Regions from separate parts of the Sus scrofa genome. Here region 1 is linked to region 2. A link is a contact called in public Hi-C data. All regions are on one chromosome and are shown on one strand. The core of a region is the stretch at or near the end of the contact, and the rest is flanking DNA. Distances in the headings are between cores, read along the strand shown.

What was found. Hi-C and Micro-C count contacts between places; a contact is called where the count stands out from the background.
Region 1: a contact with region 2 is called in a Hi-C map of brain, with 13 times the contacts expected there. The contact joins the enhancer-like site here to the promoter of SOX2 in region 2. A contact is called at or near these places in 1 of 5 promoter capture datasets (liver), 19 of 47 Hi-C or Micro-C datasets (adipocytes, brain, embryonic fibroblasts and 12 more) and 1 of 2 datasets of contacts at active chromatin or transcription factors (skeletal muscle).

Annotation. Positions count from the first base shown.
Region 1 is chr13:120,143,798-120,149,581 of Sscrofa11.1, forward strand. No RefSeq gene overlaps it. Among named protein-coding and RNA genes, the nearest start is that of SOX2, 480 kb to the left of the region's middle. Within about 2 kb of position 3,699, at least 12 of the 83 cell types and tissues checked have an H3K27ac peak or open chromatin away from gene starts, as enhancers often do. A contact at or near this core is called in brain, where this site is marked.
Region 2 is chr13:119,665,406-119,670,990 of Sscrofa11.1, forward strand. SOX2 (SRY-box 2) reads left to right here and starts at 3,071. Exons shown (of 1, transcript NM_001123197.1): 1 at 3,071-4,030. The coding sequence starts at 3,071. The coding sequence ends at 4,030.

The DNA.
Region 1 (5,784 bases), core at 2,449-4,948, 480 kb after region 2:
GTCTTTTTTTCTCTTCCCCCCTCTTCATGAGTCTTTGTTTTTAAAACTGTGATAATGCAGATATTCACCATGTGGACCCAATTGAGTGGTATGCTGGAAAGGCTGAGATAGTCACGTGGTCCTTAAGCATACTCACACACGCGCACATGAGCCTTCTTTTCCTCTTGTCACACAGAAATAGGAACTACCACTGAGGCCCTTCTTCATGGATGCCATAGAATATATAGTAAGTACTATTTGAAGACTATTAGAAAACTATGTGACACAGTTCTCTGACTTTGCAGCCAAGGAAACTGAGGCTTAAGCATCAGGACAAGGATGAGGACACATGTCCAGATCTCCTCATTTTCCTGTTCCTTTCCTTGTTACTAAGTTCATTTACAGGCATTTTTTAAAATGAGTAGCATATCAGTAAGAGTCAAGTGCCACTTGAGAGTATGACATATTTACTATTTTTGATACAGCTATTCTTGGCATACACATCCATGATGATGGTGATGATGATATAAGCCATGATTAGTTCTTAACAACGGAAATAATCCTTGGGGTCAAAAATCATGGATCAAAGATTTTTTTTTCTCCCTGTACTTTTATCTTACACAAATGCACGTTCTGTCACCATTAAAATAACTACACAATAATTCTAGGTTCTGATGGCTATCCATTCATTAACAAGATCAATATGCCTTTATTTTTCCAAACTCAGACTTGATAGTTGTGTCCTCTACTGAGAAAAAGAGTGAAAACACCACCTATTCTCGATTAATGTTCTCTATTCCTTTTGAACATACAAGGGTCTTTAGACTCAGAGGACAGTTCTACAGCCTAGGTGAGTTGCTATTAGTGGTGAGAATTGCAGACAAAACAATTTAGGCAAGCATCCAAAAGTGCATGCCTCTCCAGTGGTCTACATTCTGAAAAGGAACTTGAAATTATCAGGTTTCCATCACAGGATTTTTAGAAACTTGATATTTGCAAGACTGAAAATATTTTAAAGGAAATCCTTTCTTAAGGTGTTCCTGTTTTGTTTTGTTTTTTTAATTTCTATTTTAGATCCAAAGAGAGAGAAAGTAGAGAAAAGAACAAATAGAATAACAACTGTAATTTTTTGCATTACAAGAAAGACCACAACATTGATTTTCTAGTATTAATTTGTCACTAAGGTCAGCTCTTTATTGGGGGTTTCAAACTTTTTTTTTTTTTTTTGCTAAGTATATTTGAGATATTCTTCACAGGTATTTAAGTTATTACATTTACTCTGCCCTGAGTATCCAAATCTTCCCCCACTCTGCCAGCTCCCTGAAAACATTCAGGTTTTCTCTTCCACTTGACCCTCTGCCTCCTTAATCACAGCCTAAATATGAGATGCTGGCATTAGTGTGGTGTTCTGAATTTTTATATTGAATATATTTTTATATTGAGTTTTGTCTTCTTGGTCTGATTGCCAAACATTCAATTCAGAAAGAAAAAAAATAAAATAGAAGGGAGCCTGGTTATCTCATTTTATTAGTAGCTTTTACCAGTGAAATATTTTATATAGCACTCATTCAATATCTGCTGGCATATATGTATATGCATATGTATATGCATATATATATGTATATGCATATATATATGCATGCATATCATGCAATTTTAAAAAACCAGAATATTCTTGGCATACATGAAGTATAAAGCTACCAAATATTACAATAACTGAATCAATTGAATTTATAAATAGATATCTGGTTTGCCCATCTGCACAGCTAAAATGCAAATAATGTATTAATTACAACTTTGAACAGAAGAAAAATGAAGCTTTAACACTAATCTGAAAACATTCCTTTTTGGCATGTAGGAATGTACAGTAAGAAACTGACTCCCTCAACCTCTTAGTAACTAAGTAATCACATAGCAGGTAGTAGATGCCGTGAGTACAGAAAATGGAGGGCAGTATGGAGGTGAGTGTGTGGAGAGGAATCCAAAAAAGTGTTAGTAGAAAAGCAGTAACTTTGTACACATTTTTAATCATTGCTAGAAAAGGGTAAAGAACTTTTTGTTAGCCTCATATAAGTTCAACAACAAGAGAGTAAAGGTTAAGAATCCTACTTTCAGCTCTACTTTCAGTGTGGAATTAGAAGTTCATTCTCCCGTCAATACACAGGGGATTTGCACACGAGAATGGGAGTTACATGAGCAAATCTTTCAGGGATCTGTGAGAAAATAAACTCTAACAAGAATATTTGGACTACATTTTACAATAGACTGATCATCAAAAAAGACATGAGTATGGAGATTTTAATATCTCAAGAGCCATCTACAAATATATGTCTATGTGTATAGATACATATATATTTGAAATCCACATGTAAAGATGTATGCATTAACTCTAGTCAGTAAAACTAACTTATTAAGTGCTCCAACCGTTTTTGTTATTGTGCTATTTTGAGGACACAATCACAACACACAAATTTTCATTTAAACAACTGAAATAACACTACAGGAAAACTCAAATGCACTTCATATGAATTTTTCTTTTACTTTCTTCTTTTCCTTTTTTTTTTTAGCAGCCTCAATCACAAGACACACATATTGTACATGCTCATTATAATTTTTCTCACTTGAGCCTTTTCAAACAATGGATGTAAGCATCTCTATTTTTCTTTAAAAAGACCCAAAAAGACAAATCTTCCATTTTCTTATGCAATAGCACTTTGGATTTTAGCATGAAGATTTTAGCATAAAATGTTCTTCACTGTGGGAAAAGGGGCACATTACAGTAAAATTAAGACAGGCAATTCTTATACTACCATATACATGATAATATTAAAACCTATAAGGACATGGGTGACAGGCTCAAATTTATTAGATGATTTCAGTTCTTCACTGAATCTGTTTGCTTATTCCTATAGCAACTTGTTGATAATAGGAAGTCTTTGTGAGAAACGGCATGAAAAACAATGAAAAGCATCAGATTTAATAAAGTATCTAAGGAAAGTCTTAAAATGACACCCACACTATGAAGGGAAAGCCAAATTTGCTTTTTCTGAGGGGAATTTGTGTTTGTCAGGAAGGGTTCCTGGAGGCTTTGTTTGGAGGCCTTGATGTGTGACCAGGGCGCCACAGGCCGCGCTTCACCCTTGCCCTCCTCTACCCCGCTCTGCCCACCCATACTGACACCGCAGGGGAAGGGTTTCAGAGCAGAAAGAATCAAAAGCTGAGGGACGGGAAAAAAAAGTGCTTTTCAGGGTCTGATGTGTGGGAATCAAATGAGAGGCCTAGCTCAAATCCGGTCGCCAGGCAACCAAAGTGATATGCTGAGGGAATATCATTAAAGTTGGAAAGTAAGCAGTCTCTCTGAATTAGTAAACCAACCACAGGATGGACGACGCACCCGAACTCTATCAGGGCTGGAGTGCTGTTTCTCCAAGGAGGACGAGTGGGGGCTTTGCTGAGTTAAAGGGGGAATGAAGAGGGAGAGGGAGAGAGAGAACGCAGCTGATTTGTAGAGTTTTTTCATAAAAAAAAGACAATGGCTGTCCAGACATGGAGTTGGTGGTGAAATATGGTAACTGCCACGGCTGCAGCTGGCTCTCTGACACAAGATTAATAAGTTGCCGTTTCCTAGCCGACCAGAACCTAGTGGGAACTATCCAGCATTTTATCTTGAATTGTGGGTAACAGCCTTACTGCAAGCTGGCCTAGTTTACTGCTCTGTTTTTTCCAGATCTCCCAAAGTGCAGCAAACATCTGTGACTCTAATGAGGTCATCATTGAGGGTGTCCAGAGAGCCAGGCCCTGAGAACTGACCTCACCTCTGCCTGAACATAAAGTACAAGTGCTGTGGGGAAGCAGGACAAATTAAATGGGGGAGCCGGCACTTGGCCGTAAGTTAAGCTCTTAAGAAACTTTTTGCCGTGATTAAAAAAGAGAGGGAGAAGGAGAAAGAGAGAGAGAGAGCGAGAGTGAAGACTGAGGTTCAGAAATGACAGTACAACAAAGCAGTAGCAAGCCCACAGAATTAGATTTAGGCCTCACTGATGAATATTATCACTGACGTGAACAAGCAAAGCTTATCTGGGCCTTCCTTCTTGAAAGGCTGAATAAAACTGAATTGCCAACTTATGCATTTTACCACATTTTGGTGGAAATGGCTCAGAGACCTACATGATTTAAAATGAAGCCTCAGTGAATTCAACCGCAAAGCATATATATGTGTTTCTGACAGCAAAATTGCAAACATTATACAACATGGCATATCATTTATAAGTAATTTGATTACAGACACAGAAAACAAATCAAACTTCTCCAGAGAGGTCACCCCACCCCCTTTGCCTCCAGCAGTTATTCCAACAGTCATGGTTTTTTATAAATAACATCACCAAACAAACATGCAAATACAACCCAAAACTGCATTCAAATCAGTGAAATTTAATTTTGTTTAGTCATCTAAGGCAAGAATATGTAAGAGATATCTCTACCTATTACTTCCTTTAAAAACTCCATTCTACAGGATGATAAATGCAAGTTTAAAAAGGAAGGAAAATTTTTAAGTTCAGAGAAAAAACATATTTTGAAAATTGTCCCTGTGATTTTATTTATAAGTACACTGGCCACATGTTGTTTATGTATTGTCCATTTCGGCCACATGCTCCCACAGAGAACACTCACAGCAGTGGTGAAATCTTTGATGCCTAAGGAAACAACTGTGTGAGTGAAGTCCAGAAGGAGGAAAAAAGAGATGGAGATAGTCTTCAAAACTCATTTAGAAACCTTAATTTATATGTATTAACCCATTCTGTATGCAGATATATTTTCCCCTGAGATAAAATCAATGAGATCCAGAATGCTACACCCTTTATGCCATTATGTTATATGAGTTTGAATTTTGAAAAGTGGGAATATTATGAGAGGATTAGATTTTCCAAGTTTATATTTTATTATTAGCATATTAATATTATTTTTTAGATCAGATCTAATGCAAGAGATACAAAAGACTAGTAATAGAGAAGCAACCACTTTCTCCAAAAGCCAATAAATGTTGCCCCAAACTCTCATTTGACAACATAGTGTGGGGGGCTCAGGAATGAGAGGGCAGTAGCAGATGGACCAGCCAGGTTTAGTATCAGCCGTTTCTGACACTAAACCTTTTCACTGTGATAGCAAGAGGGGAATCAGGGGGACCCTAATGTCCCCAATCCCCAATGTCCATCCCACAGATGATTATAAACACTGTGCAAGATGAAGGGTCTTAATGGTAATGATAGAGAAAAGTTATAGTACTACTTGATAAAGATGATTTCACCTCAGAAGAAAGGTAGCAACTCATTGCTCAAGGGCTTGAGCTAGAGTTTAATGGAGAGAGAGACTTACAAAATAAAACCACCTCTGCTTGCATGTGAACTGGGGAGAGAAGCTTTTGGGGAACTGAGATCTATTCCATCACACTCACTCTCAATTTTCAAGAAGGGCTTGGCTAATGCCCATTTCAAGGCCGAGTTTATTTTTTAAATGCAAATGAAGGAAGTGTTGCATTCAGCTTTGCAAACAGTTTTCAGAAATCCTGTTGGCCTACATTTAGCTGGGCAGCAGCACCGGGTACCAAGTGCAGGGGCTCAAACAATCAAGCAGTTGTTTGCCTCACTCCCATTCCTGAGGCAATCTGGTTCCAGCTGAACTCCTTGGGAACAGTCTGGGCTATGTACCCCTGGGGCATCTGCCCCAATTAGCACTGACCTTTGGGGAGCCTCCTTACTTGTCCTAGCTCACTCTTGGACTCTGGGTAAACCAGATTACTTTGGGAAT
Region 2 (5,585 bases), core at 1,821-4,320:
CTACCATTATCCACACCAACCCCTTGGTTTTTTGTTTTTTGGGGTTTTTTTTCCCCCTCAAACTTAATTATCCATAAGCTTTTAAAAAGTTTTTGGAATAATGCTATTAAGCGCGGACCAATGCATACACAATCATAAAATGAATTCTTGGTCTGTCTTTCATGGTGTCTGGACAATCATAATTCATTCATATGTTGAATCTCATAATTTGTACCTATTTTTTCCCATGGTTTAACCTCCCACTTATCTCGAGGTTATATGTACATTTCTAAGTTAAGCGAATTAAATCCGATTCTTGTGATTTGATTCCATAGCTTATATGTTAACTTTTCTTTTGTTTAGATTACGTGTAATTAGTTTGATCTTCTTCCCATCCCCCTCATTTTTTTTCTTTAATTACTTCCAAACACCTTTTGAAGATAAAAGCAATAGTCTTTGGAAAAGAGAATCCACCAGTAGGGGGCGCACCAGCCACATCCCTGAAACCAAACGCGCTGAAAAGCCGGTGGCCGCCTTCTCTTCTCCAGCTCAACTCAACCTTTTCTCTTTCCTAATCTCCAGATCCATGTTTAGCTTAATATTACACCTTGAATAAACAGAAGACACTGCTTTATTTTGAAGAGTACCATATATTTATGAGTTTCCAGAAGGCTAGCTTCATCCCTCCCTAGTTCCTAATAAGTAAAAAACAAACGAAAGTAACTTCAGAGCAAAAAAGAGAATTGCAGGGGGAGAGGCTGATGGGAAATAGCAATTTTTTTAAGAAAAGTCTGCAAGATTCTTTTTCACAACTTTTCTGGGTTTCCAGTGAGCATACCTATCGAGTTTGACAAGAACTGAAACGCCTGTGAGGTCAGGGAATGGAAAAGTTGGGAGGGAGTGGGGAGGATGGTTATGGGAAGGTTAGTAAGGAACAAAACAATGCACAGTTTGTAAAGATAATAAATGGAACGTGGCCTACGGATACTATTCAGTACATTTTCTTAGGGTGAGTAAGGGTAGATCAGGGGAGGAGGGGGGCGGAGAAGAGGGTTACAGAAGAAAGAAAATAAGTAACCCTGATGGTTTAAGCCCTTTATAAAAAAATAAATAGCATCAGGTTTTTTTTTTTTCTCCCCCCCCAGCCCCCGGCTTTGTAGTCAAGTGCATTTTAGCCACAAAGATCCCAACAAGAGAGTGGAAGGAAACTTAGACGGGGCTTTGTTTGACTCCATGTAGCGACAACAAGAGAAACAAAACTACCTATTTGTAACGGACATGCTGCCATTGCTCCGCGCATTGAGCGCCTACCTATTGAAATCTTTACATCGGGACAATGGGAAAGCGGCTAAAATTACCCTCATGGGTCCTGGGAGGGCAAGATTCCTGAGCCCCTACTCCCGCCCCCATCCCTTCCTCCTCCAGCCCGAGCCTTGAGGGGGCTTCCCCCCTTCCCCAGTCCTGGTCGCCTTCCTCCAGCCAGCCCGGCCTGCACCTGTGCCTGAAGAACACTCCCAAGCCTGGAGCCCCCTCCGAGCGCAGCCCCAGCCCCTGGCGGCAGGGGCAATGCGGCCGTGGCCGTAGCCGTGGAACTCAGTGGGGGGAATGCCAGGGCTGATTCTGGGGAACTCTGCGTGGGAGGTAGTTTGTAAGCTCAAAAGCCACCTCCAAGCTGTGCCCTGGGATGCCAGGAAGTTATTACCCTCCCCCTAGTCTTCTGAGCGTCCTTCTGTTGCTCTTTCTTCCCTCAGCCCCCTTTGGAAACCGGCACCACTGAGATCCCTCCTTTAGGAAGGCTCAGCAGAATGGGGAGAGAGAACGAGCATCCCCTTTGCACTGACAGAGTGGAAAAAGATGGGTAGGAGATGTGGCTGGGGTGAAGGCAAACCTCCCGGTTTCCTGCCCGGAGGGCTGAACTGGGCAGGAAAGAGCAGGGATTCGGCTGCTCACCCAGGCCCGGCCTGGCCTCAGCTCCAGTCCGAGCAGGATTTAGTTTTAAAACAGAGCAAATTACGTGGAAGCAAGGAGGATTTTGAGGACAGAGCTTTCAGTCTCTTAACTTCTCGTCGGGACAGTGTGACAAGGGGGTGAGCGAATGTCGACACCCTTGGAAGAAGAGGGGCAACCGGAAGAGCTAGGTTAGGGAGAAGAGCTGGAGCGGCTGGAGTTGGGGGGAAGTGTGCGGAGGAGTGGGAGAACAATGACACACCATCTCCAGCTCAGCCGGTTTCCTGAAATACTAGTAGGACAGTCGCCCAGAGCCACCCTCTCTGCCCTGCCCCACCCCCACCCCAGCTTCTCGTGCCCCTGCCTCATTTCAGCAGCTCGCACCAAAAAGTAAATCAAGATTAAACTTAAAGAAGAAAAAAATCATACTCTTAGTGCTGTTTACCCACTTCCTTCGAAAAGGCGTGTGGTGTGACCTGTTGCTGTGAGGGGGGATACAAAGGTTTCTCAGTGGCTGGCAGGCTGGCTGTGGGAGCCGCCTCCCCCTCCCTCTTCGCCGCGCCTCCCCTCGCCTCCCCCGCGCGGCCCGCGGCGCGGCAGGCCCCGCCCCCTTTCATGCAAAACCCGGCCGCGAGGCTGGGCTCGAGTGGAGGAGCCGCCGCGCGCTGATTGGTCGCTGGAAACCCATTTATTCCCTGACAGCCCCCGTCACATGGATGGTTGTCTATTAACTTGTTCAAAAAAGTATCAGGAGTTGTCAAGGCAGAGAAGAGAGTGTTTGCAAAAGGGGGAAAGTAGTTTGCTGCCTCTTTAAGACTAGGACTGAGAGAAAGAAGAGAGAGAGAAAGAAAGGGAGAGAAGTTTGAGCCCCAGGCTTAAGCCTTTCCAAAAAATAATAATAACAATCATCGGCGGCGGCAGGATCGGCCAGAAGAGGAGGGAAGCGCTTTTTTGATCCCGATTCCAGTTTGCCTTTCTTTTCTTCCCCCAAATTATTCTTCGTCTGATTTTCCTCGCGGAGCTCTGCGCTCCCGACACCCCCGCCCGCCTCTCCTCCTCTCCCCCCGCCCGCGGGCCCCCCAAAGTCCCGGCCGGGCAGAGGGTCGGCTGCTGCCGGCGGGCCGGGCCCGCGCACAGCGCCCGCATGTACAACATGATGGAGACGGAGCTGAAGCCGCCCGGCCCGCAGCAAACTTCAGGGGGCGGCGGCGGCGGTGGCAACTCTACTGCTGCGGCGGCGGGCGGCAACCAGAAGAACAGCCCAGACCGAGTTAAGCGGCCCATGAACGCTTTCATGGTGTGGTCCCGAGGGCAGCGGCGCAAGATGGCCCAAGAGAACCCCAAGATGCACAACTCGGAGATCAGCAAACGGCTGGGCGCCGAGTGGAAACTTTTGTCGGAGACGGAGAAGCGGCCGTTCATCGACGAGGCCAAGCGGCTGCGAGCGCTGCACATGAAGGAGCACCCGGATTATAAATACCGGCCCCGGCGGAAAACCAAGACGCTCATGAAGAAGGATAAGTACACACTGCCCGGAGGGCTGCTGGCCCCGGGAGGCAACAGCATGGCGAGCGGGGTCGGGGTGGGCGCCGGCCTCGGCGCGGGCGTGAACCAGCGCATGGACAGCTACGCGCACATGAATGGCTGGAGCAACGGCAGCTACAGCATGATGCAGGACCAGCTGGGCTATCCGCAGCACCCGGGCCTCAATGCGCACAGCGCGGCTCAGATGCAGCCCATGCACCGCTACGACGTGAGCGCCCTGCAGTACAACTCCATGACCAGCTCGCAGACCTACATGAACGGCTCGCCCACCTACAGCATGTCCTACTCGCAGCAGGGCACCCCTGGCATGGCGCTCGGTTCCATGGGCTCAGTGGTCAAGTCCGAGGCGAGCTCCAGCCCCCCCGTGGTTACCTCTTCTTCCCACTCCAGGGCGCCCTGCCAGGCCGGGGACCTACGGGACATGATCAGCATGTACCTCCCCGGCGCTGAGGTGCCAGAGCCCGCCGCCCCCAGCAGACTTCACATGTCCCAGCACTACCAGAGCGGCCCGGTGCCCGGCACGGCCATCAACGGTACACTGCCTCTCTCTCACATGTGAGGGCCGGACAGTGAACTGGAGGGGGCGGGGGGAGAAAATTTTCAAAGAAAAAGAGGGAAATGGGAGGAGAGTAAGAAACAGTATGGAGAAAAACCCGGTACGCTTAAAAAAAAAAAAAATCATCACCCACAAAAAAAAATGACATCTGCAAAAGAGAACACCAATCCCATCCACACTCAAAAAACCGCGATGCCGGCAAGAAAACTTATGAGAGATCTTGGACTTCTTTTGGGGGGACTATTTTTGTACAGAGAAAACCAGGGGGTGGGGAGGGTGGGGAGGGCGAGGGAATGGACCTTGTATAGATCTGGAGGAAAGAAAACTACGCAAAACTTTTTAAAAGTTCTAGTGATACGGTAGGAGCTTTGCAGAAAGTTTGCAAAAGTCTTTACCAATAATATTTAGAGCTAGTCTCCAAGCGACGAAAAAAAAATGTTTTAATATTTGCAAGCAACTTTTGTACAGTATTTATCGAGATAAACATGGCAATCAAAATGTCCATTGTTTATAAGCTGAGAATTTGCCAATATTTTTCAAGGAGAGGCTTCTTGCTGAATTTTGATTCTGCAGCTGAAATTTAGGCCAGTTGCAAATGTGCAAAGAAGAAAATTATTCAGATTTGGACATTTTAATTGTTTAAAAATTGTACAAAAGGAAAAAACTAGAATAAGTACGGGCAAAACCATCTCCATGGTATTCTTTAAAGGGGCAAAAGTTTTAGATTGTACTAAATTTTTTAAACTTACTGTTAAAAGCAAAAATGGCCATGAGCAGGTTGACATCGTTGGTAATTTATAATAGCTTTTGTTTCCCAACTTTACATTTTGTTCAGATAAAAAGCAACATGAAATTACTGTGTTTGAAATATTTTCTTATGGTTTGTAATATTTCTGTAAATTTATTGTGATATTTTAAGGTTTTCCCCCTTTTATTTTCCGTAGTTGTATTTTAAAGATTCGGCTCTGTATTATTGAATCAGTCTGCCGAGAATCCATGTATATATTTGAACTAATACCATCCTTATAACAGGTACATTTTCAACTTAAGTTTTTACTCCATTATGCACAGTTTGAGATAAATAAATTTTTGAAATATGGACACTGAAATTATGCTTGAGTCTTTCATTTACTTGGATAACACTGTGTTTATACTCAACTCCTCGGGGAATATACTGTGCGCAGCCAAGAAAGCAAAGTACCTAAAACCTTGGTATTCTAGCCCAGTAGCATGTTTCAATGTGAAATGCAACAAATAAATGGCTAGATGATTAATTGAATAAGTACTCTTGAAAAATGGAAATGCTTATGTCATTTCCAAAATAGAAACGAGGGACATATATTGTAAATCCACCCCCTCCTTTTCTAAGCAGCATGAATAAGCATGATGGGGACTTAAACTGATTTATGCCACTTGTTGCCAGAAAGGAGTCAATTCTAAAAATTTTCATGTAGCTTAGCAGATGGGGTATTGAGCCAAATCAGAACCAGGTTGGCTGGTTTTGTTTTCATTTTCTTCACAGCACAATGGCCCTTTGGAACGTGGTTATAAGGGAAAA